3 separate regions of the Mus musculus genome follow, and regions 1 and 2 are each linked to region 3. A link is a contact called in public capture Hi-C and targeted proximity ligation data. All regions are on one chromosome and are shown on one strand. The core of a region is the stretch at or near the end of the contact, and the rest is flanking DNA. Distances in the headings are between cores, read along the strand shown. Region 1 holds the start of Pip5k1bos (phosphatidylinositol-4-phosphate 5-kinase, type 1 beta, opposite strand). Region 2 overlaps Pip5k1b (phosphatidylinositol-4-phosphate 5-kinase, type 1 beta). Region 3 holds the start of Pgm5 (phosphoglucomutase 5).

Region 1 (2,733 bases), core at 103-2,602, 450 kb before region 3:
CCAGCATTTATGGTCAGGAACTGAAAGCCACTTATTTCATATGATTTAATGTTTTTTATTCCACCATTTTTTTTCTGTATCTACTATTTTCTCCCCATTTATAGTCATGCCTGTAGAAGCACTCTTCGGTCATAGTTACACCAGTAGAGATACAACAGAAAGCAAATGTGCCATGCCTCCTTTGGGTTACAACTTTCCAGGTCATACTGATATCAAGAAAGGGGAGCAGATTAGGCATATCCCCAGGTAGTAATGGGGGAAGCAACTTCGCTTCCCATGCCTGCAACCTCCAGCATTACCATATAAGGAAGGCTGGGGCGTCACTGATTTCTGCACCCCGCCCCCCGAGCTCCAAAAGAGCAGTATTGAATTGTTTTTGGAATTGTTTAAGACCACAGATGTCTGAGCTACCAACAAACTATTTAGGACTCTTCCCTGGCAGTGATCACCACTTGGATGGATGTGAGATTGTTTGTAGACCCTTGAGACTTGATCCTAACAAACCCGCTTCCAGTGGCTCATCAGAATGGGATCCCTTGTGGTCCCAGTAGATGCATGACCTGCCGTGATAGCACAGAATGAAGAGTCTGGTCCATCATCAACTGCTCCCTTCAGGATGGCTGCTCCACCTTTCCTGAGGTACACAGTTAATCGGAATGTTTCCATAGTCCAGGCCTTTACGGACTGTGTGCTCTGTCCAACTGTGGTCATCTCCTGGCCATCTTACCACAGCCTTTGTTCAGAGCTAGCTCAGCACTCATGAACTCAATCACCAAATACAAGCCACTTCAAGGAACACTTCTGTTCATAATCAGTCATTTTATTAGAGTCCAAGGATACAGACGACCGTCCCAGCAACTAGGACATGTTGGACTAACAGAACAAAGCAATCTATTAACACTCCTCAGCCACGAATACGCTTTATTCAGTAAGCGACTTGGTAGCTGCTGGATGGATCATCTCAACACTCAGAGTCTATAGGCTATGGATACATATTCTGACTGTAGAGCTCCTTCCATGGGCAGGTCCCATGGCAGTAAGCATTCAGCATACACACAAACAAGGAGTTAAAATCTGGAGATTCCTGTGTTCTATTTTCTGACATGTTCCTTGGGCCTTTGTATAAAAGTTCTGCTCACTCCCCACTACATCCCCCATGGTGGCTGCTGTTCTGTGCATTCTGTGCCTCTTTAAATAGCCTAACCTGCCACCCCACCCCGCCCCACACACACACCTCCATCTTGCCTTCTTCTAGGCCTTGTTAGACACAGCCTGTGCCTGGATAGGATCCTTTAATCTTTGCTCCAGCCCTAGCATCTGATACGGGCTCCAGAGTCTACCTATGGTTGCTTAGCAACAGGCAGGCTTCTGAACTAAACACACACCTGATTTGGTTATCTAGCTTGAGAGAAACTTCTGCCATCCAGTTGGGTAAACGAATGAGCTTTTGAGAGAATGAACTAGTATGTGAACAGAAGTGAACGCAAGCAGCCTTGGCTTCTGCAGACCACCACCAACTAGGGCTGCCAGGCAGGTCAGCACCACAGCTGCTGGGCTCCAATGGAGGAGGTGTGGTGATGGGAGGGGTTCCATCTTGGCTGGGGGCCCTAACCGAGGAACAGGATTGGAAGTGCTTGTGCATCTGTACCACATGGTTCAGTCTGTATGAAAGGTAACCACCTGGTGTTGGGGGCAGGGAACCCCACACAATATGGAAATTTTCTTTCAAAGATTCAAAAAGGAACAAGGAAATGCAAATCTTTCCAGGACAGCTGCCCCTGAGCAGAGCTTAGAGCCAGAGGAAGGCTTAGGGCATCCTCCCAATCAGTATGTCCTCTTGGGCCCTCCTCTCCTTTCTCTGTGTCCTTGGTGATGATGGAGTTTGCTGAGACCCAATCCCTCACCTGGCACAGCTTCGCTGCCTGCAGCTGTTTGTGTGACGACGGCAATGGCACAGAGTCCCTTTGTTCTGTTTATTCTTATCTCTTCAAATCCGGTTCTTGAAACTATTTCAAGACACCCTCCTCTCCCTCAAACACAACAGCAACAACACCCCCAGTATACCTAAAGCCTTGAACCCACAGATGGAAAGAACCAAGAGAAACTGCCTTTCCACTCTGATAACTAAGAACAGAGGCCTGAGGGAGAGGCCAAGTCATACAGAGAATGCTTTCATTGGCTCCCAATCTCCAAATGAGGTCCTTGTACCTGTCCATTCACCCTGTTAAGATTACAGAACTCTTCTTAACCTGTACCAGACCAGATATGCCTAGGTTAGTCTGTTTCTCAGTCCTCTGAACAATCTTCTAAAGCCAAGAATTAGCTAAGTCAAAAACTTCCATAGGAGGGTTTCTCTTTCTTGGCTCGAGTGATATGTTAGACTGGATACTTTTAGGTTGTGGGGGAGAGTCCTGTATGGCCTCCATTTGCTCTAAGCAAGTCACCCCTCTTCCCCTGATAGGACACTCCCACATGTCTATAGACACTGCTAAACACCCACTGTTGAGAACCGTATTTTCATTTAAGTGTAAAACTTGCAGGGCCTACACTAAGTAAGTCATTTCTCTCTGTGGGTGACAATGCCACGTGAATACTTGCTCTACCGTCAGCATGCCTGCTGTCCTGTTCCCTGAACCAAAGGAATGTCCTCTGTCACAGGCTCATTAGAACAATGTTTGAAAACTGCACAGTTTTTTTAAATGACATCTTGTTACACAAAGCCAAGTGAGAGAC
Region 2 (2,954 bases), core at 444-2,943, 330 kb before region 3:
GAAAGAAAGAAAGGTGGTTGCTGGGCGTGGTGGCACACATCTTTAATCCCAGCACTTGGGAGGCAGAGGCAGGCGAATTTCTGAGTTTGAGGCCAGCCTGGTGTACAGAGTGAGTTCCAGGATAGCCAGAGCTACATAGAGAAACCCTGTCTCAAAGAATAAAAGAAAGAAAGAAAGAAAGAAAGAAAGAAAGAAAGAAAGAAAAAGAGAGAGAGAGAGAGAGGAAGGAAGGAAGGAAGAAAGAAAGAAAGAAAGAAAGAAAGAAAGAAAGAAAGAAAGAGAAAGGAAAGGAAAGGAAAAGAAAAGAAAAGAAAAGAAAAGAAAAGAAAAGAAAAGAAAAGAAAAGAAAAGCAAGCAAGCAAGCTAGAAAGACTGACTTGGGCATAAACTTCAGTGGCAGTGCTTACCTAGAATGCGCCAGGGCCTCGGTTCAATCCTCAGCACTACACTAAATAAATATTGCTAATATACAAGTATGTATACAGATTTCAAATCAGCAACCTGGCAAAGCATTTCAAGGAACTAGTACAGCAAAGGCAAGAACCAGCAAAGATCAGAGCAGAGATAAACTGAGAGGAGAAAAACAATTCAAAAGACTGATAAAAAACAGAGCTGTTTCGAAAAGCTACATCAGCTGACAAAAGTTTAGATGCATTGATCATGGGTGGGCACTGGAGAGAACCCAGACAGAGGCAAGAAAAGAAATAGAGACAAACGAAATATGCAAGGCTGTGAAGCTTGAAGTGCAGTGGAGGTGAGCTCTCGGGCTTTTGGAGTTGTTAGGGACAAGGCAGATGCTGGAGGAATACCCTGCATGAGCATCGTGGCCCTGCCTGTGGTGTCTCTGCAAGCCAGGCCAGAGACTACCCTGCAGCAGGAGCATGTGACACATAAGCACCCCAACAATGTGCGGCAAGGTCCCTTCAGCAATCGGCTTCTCACTTCCCACAGGCAACTCTGTGGTCTGCTTCTTAAGGTTTCTAAAAATAAGTTGCCACCAATTCCATTACACAACTACACAGGCATTTGCAATTACATTGTGGCGGCCCTTGCCTAAATGAAATAAACTTCTCTTTTTATTGTGGAAGAAAGGGGACTAAATTTCCTTGCAGGTGCAAAGTACCAACGCTCACTTTTCTGTGTCACCATCAGGAGACTCAGGACAGTGAGCTATACCAGACATGCTCACTCACTATGCCAGTCATTGGAATTCCGATCTACTCGGCCTCACCTAAGGGACAGAGAGACCTTTCTGTTCTCTGCTCTTGCCAGCGCTCTCATGCCAGATGCTACTTAAGAGAGCTTGGCCCAGAGCATACCCTGGTCTTCCTATAGTTTTGGCCATGGTAGTTCTTTGTTTTTGTTTTCACGGCTCACTGGCCTCTGGTTTAGCTGCCAGACTTGAACACAGCAGCTCTTCCTCTGGTCTCCTTTTTATAAGCTGTAGGTGACCACATCCTGTATCTTGAGAGAGGTGGGTGAGAACTTTAAAACGAGTCATGGCTAATCCTCCGATACTAGGAGAGCATTAACTAGAAATGGTAAGAGAGCGAACCCCGTTCTGAATGTCAAACATGACAAGGATTACATGAGCCTTCCAGGATGTATCAGACTCACTACAAGCTGAGCCTGGAGTACGCTGGAAATGCATTTAATGTATCTAACCTACCAAAATATCACAGGAAACGCACTAAGACTATCTACATTACCCTACAGTTGGGCAGAGTCATCTCACACAGTCTACTACAATAAAGTGTGGAGTGGCTCGCTCATTGAACACAATGAATACGTACTGATAGGGAGCCAAGTTATCCTCTGAAATGGTTCCATATCATTTTGAATGACACTATTAAACAAAGGAATCCGCACAATTCAGTTAACAAGACCTTGGATTGAAGAGAATTCCATTTGTCAACCTCATTGAAAATTAAATGAGCCCCTTCTTTACTCGATGAGTTTAAAATCCAACGGAGAAAGGTGAGACACACTTACAAATACCTGAAAACACATTCTGCAAGGCGCTAAGTCCCACAAGACAAGTGGAAATAAAATGCTCATTTCTCCCTTTTCACTGCTTACTCTAGCATCCTGGGAAGGATTCCTGGAGTGGTTACTGCCTTGGGGCTAGCACACTGGGGCTCAGGAAGGGTGCTGGTGGCAGAGGGCCACAATCCATGGCAAATGGACACCAGGAAGAGGCTATCAATTATCTCTATGCCTCCTATACCCTGGCCCGCCCATATCATTAAAGGACTGCAGCTTGCATGTTATAATGTATTTCCTGGAACTCGGAGAAAGGGAGATGAATTTCAAAAGCAAAGGGCACAAGTCCAGCACTTTATCACTTTTAAACATGTGACTCAGTAACTTATGTGGTGTGGTTTTGTGTAAAAGCTAGTTTTCCCATCTGAATAGAAAACCCATCACATCCACAAAGGCTTAACCTTGAATCTTAAGTCAGGCTTTTACCCTAAATGTAGCCACCTCATCTTTAATTGCACAACCAGGTGTATTTTTTTTTTTAGCCCTCTTATCTGTTGTGAATTTCTTGAGGACAAGGACCACATATTTGTTTTTGCAATTGCTGCCTCGCCCAAGCCCTGCCCTCTAAACGCCATCCCCTTGCCCTAGGCATCTTACACAAGGAAAGTACCCAGAGGTGTTTCCCACTATGTGTATTTATTTATTTTTAAGGTTTATTTTCTGTGTGTGTGTGTGTGTGTGTGTGTGTGTGTGTGTGTGTGTGTGTGAGAGAGAGAGAGAGAGAGAGAGAGAGAGCCCACAGAGGTCAGAGGTGTCAGATGTCCTGGAGCTGGAGATACAGTGATTGTATGCCACCAATGTGGGTGCTAGGACTAGAACTTGGGTCTTCTGGAAGAGTGGTATACATTCTTCACCACTGAGCCATCTCTCTAGCCTCTGTCCTCCATGTTTCTTTAACCCTTTTGTGATCA
Region 3 (2,700 bases), core at 81-2,580:
GGCAAGAGATTGCACTCAGGTAAAGTTTCATGGGTGTGGATCTGATCGCGTTCACCAGGCTCAAATGACTTTTGGAAACTTCCTACAGATAATTCAGAGACCCACCCCCCCCTAAAGTTTGCTAGTCACAAGTTTGGGTAACTAGATTTGGGGCTAAGCAGGGGTGGGGAGAGCAGGATGGATTTACCATTTAAGGGGGTGCTTCTGTCTGTAGGGTAGGGAAGAGGGAGCAGACAGAAAGAAACTCAAAGTCTAAGAATCAAGGTTGCAGAAAAAAACTGCAGAGGTCTTAGAAGGGAGAGAGAATGAGGATGCAGATGGGAAGGAAGAGGACCGGCTGGTCAATGCTGAAGGCATCTTGGAGGGGCGATAGGAATTGCGTTAAGAATGCTGCTGCGAGTCTCACTTACATCCTTTAGAGACCTCCTGGGAACTGAGAGCCAAGGTTGCAAAGCCCCCAAAATCATCCAAACCATTCCTGTCCCAATCAAAGTCACCACTAAAGGACCACTGGGCTAGAGTGAAGTGTTGGGGCCCAGTCTTGACAAATAGCACATGGTTCAATACTGGAGTGTGCCCACGCAGATAATTGTTAAAATTTGGCAGCTATGATTTGGAGAGAGAGGATTACGGCAATAATAATAATAATAATAATAATAATAATAATAATAATAATAATAATAAATAGAATAAAAGAATACCGGAGTGAGATTATATTGGCAGACTCGAAAAAAGTCTGTGTAGGGAGGTGGGCAATAAATCGCTTGGAGGAATACGGGACACCCAAGGCTGTGATGGAGTGGAAAATGGATGCAGAACGAATACAGCAGAAAGTACAACAGGTGCCGGAGAAGCCTAAGTTTCCAGCCCAGGGGCTTTGAGAAGAGCAGCTCCTCTAAGGCCAGTGTCCCACTGTGCCTAGTGGCTGCCAGTGCGCCCGGGTGGGAAGCTGGAAAGAGCACAGGGAGGTGACCAGGGTGTGGAGACCCCGCAAACCGGGGCGTGAGAGTCACTCACCCCATTGGCCGCAGCCATCTGCACCACGATCTCAGTAGCCGTCCTGCTGAAGTACCTGCCGTCGCTGCCCACCACCATGGTGCAACCCTGACGGTCGCGCAGGTCGATGGACGACAGCACACTCTGGATGAAGTTGGGCAGGTAGTTGCGCTGGCCCTCGAAGAGCCCTGTGGGCCGTCGCAGCCCGCCGCCACCGGTCGGCCGCTGGTCCTCATAGGGCGCCGTGGGCACCGTCAGCACTGGGATGGGGCTCCCCTCCATGGCGCCGCTGGCCGGTCCTGCCGCGGCTGCGGGAGCCTCGGGGATCTGCCGCCCTCCCGGGCCCCCGCGGTCTGGCCTTGCTCCCGGCTCCGCCTTGCGCCCTCCCCGCCCCTCTCCACCCTCCCGTCGCTACTCTCGGATTGTCCCCCTCAACGTCCCAGAGTGGAGTCTGCCTCCACCTTCAGATAGTTTTCTGCAGCCCAGCTCTTTTCCAGAGGATCGCCCAGCTGTCCTCAATTCCTTTCCCCAGCTCGCCTGACTTTGGGAGTGTCTCAAAGCCAAGCTCTAGGACCAGCTCCTGTGTCCCCAGCCACACCACACTCTTGAGTCCAGTGCCCCGACTCAGCCTTCCAGCTCCTCCAGAGGCCCACTCTCCACTAGAAGACAGCCTGGCACTGGAGTCTGAGCTAGCCAGGGGCCTAGCCCACAGCCCTCTCTCCCCACACCCTGAGTCTGCTTAGCTCAAGTGCAAGTTTCTCTCCCTAGTAAGGACAGAGAGGGAGGTGGGAGGGGGCTAAAACCTTTTGCCATCAGAGAACAGCCCTAGCCAAAAATAACCCTGGAAAGGAGAGCTGAGAATTGTTAGGCTCTGCCAGAGGTGAAACTGAAGGCTGGGCAGTGAGTGTGTGTGTGAGTGTGTGTGTGTGTGTGTGTGTGTGTGTGTGTGTGTACACTCAGCAGGAACATTTGTTGTGCAGAATCATACCCTGTCGGCCCCTTTAGTCCACAGGACCTACCCCAGCATCTACATTTGTAGCATCTCTCCAGGTGGGAGTTTTGTTTTGTTTTGTTTTGTTTTGTTTTGTTTTCATTGTTGTTGTAACTGCAACAAACACATACTTTCTTATTCTTTTCCTGCTTGTCCTTCCTACACATCTGCTTAGAAATCGGCTTCCCTCACACTGCATCTGTCCACGCTACCGAACTCTGGATAAAATACTTTCGGTAGGCGATTAAAACGCACTTAATGTCCACCAGGAATGAATGAACGAAGCCAACTGAAACAAAGGTGAGGTGCCACCTACTGTGCTTGGCCCCCTTGCCTGAAGCCTTTCTTTCTGATCCTCCTCAAATCCAAAACCAGGAAAATCTTCATATAGAGAGGAGTGAAAAGGGAGGGAATTAAAGGGGGGGGTGGGGACTGAGCTCGGCACACGGCTGTGAACCCAACCATCTACAGTGTGTGGAGAGACAGAGGACAAAGCAGAGAAAGCTTCGCAGGAGGTGTGGGACTAGAGTAATTCCCAAGATTCAATGCAATGGGAAAGGAGGGAAAGGGAGGCAGGCCAGCTTCATAAGCACCAAGGCTGGCACGTCCTTCATCCCCCGTCCTAGGTGGGCAGAGATAAGAACCCAGTCCTAGTCTCCAGGCTGGATGCTCCTGTGCTGAGCTCAGCTTCTTTACAAGGTGAGTCAAGAGAA

What was found. Capture Hi-C pulls out chosen DNA fragments and counts their contacts.
Region 1: a capture Hi-C map of embryonic stem cells shows a contact between it and region 3, with 5 times the contacts expected there. A contact is called at or near these places in 2 of 39 promoter capture datasets (cranial neural crest and hippocampal neurons), 3 of 130 datasets of targeted methods (bone marrow-derived macrophages, cardiomyocytes and pro-B cells) and 1 of 9 other capture datasets (embryonic stem cells).
Region 2: a targeted proximity ligation map of cardiomyocytes shows a contact between it and region 3, with 2.7 times the contacts expected there. A contact is called at or near these places in 3 of 39 promoter capture datasets (the 3T3-L1 cell line, hippocampal neurons and liver), 3 of 130 datasets of targeted methods (bone marrow-derived macrophages, cardiomyocytes and large pre-B cells) and 1 of 9 other capture datasets (adipose tissue).

Annotation. Positions count from the first base shown.
Region 1 is chr19:24,414,657-24,417,389 of GRCm38.p6, forward strand. Pip5k1bos (phosphatidylinositol-4-phosphate 5-kinase, type 1 beta, opposite strand) reads left to right here and starts at 1,353. Exons shown (of 6, transcript NR_167769.1): 1 at 1,353-1,534. All of the region lies in intron 3 of Pip5k1b (phosphatidylinositol-4-phosphate 5-kinase, type 1 beta), which reads right to left.
Region 2 is chr19:24,526,043-24,528,996 of GRCm38.p6, forward strand. All of the region lies in intron 1 of Pip5k1b (phosphatidylinositol-4-phosphate 5-kinase, type 1 beta), which reads right to left. Among named protein-coding and RNA genes, the nearest start is that of Pip5k1b, 28 kb to the right of the region's middle.
Region 3 is chr19:24,860,512-24,863,211 of GRCm38.p6, forward strand. It overlaps Pgm5 (phosphoglucomutase 5), which reads right to left and starts at 1,331. Exons shown (of 11, transcript NM_175013.2): 1 at 1,018-1,331. The coding sequence starts at 1,278.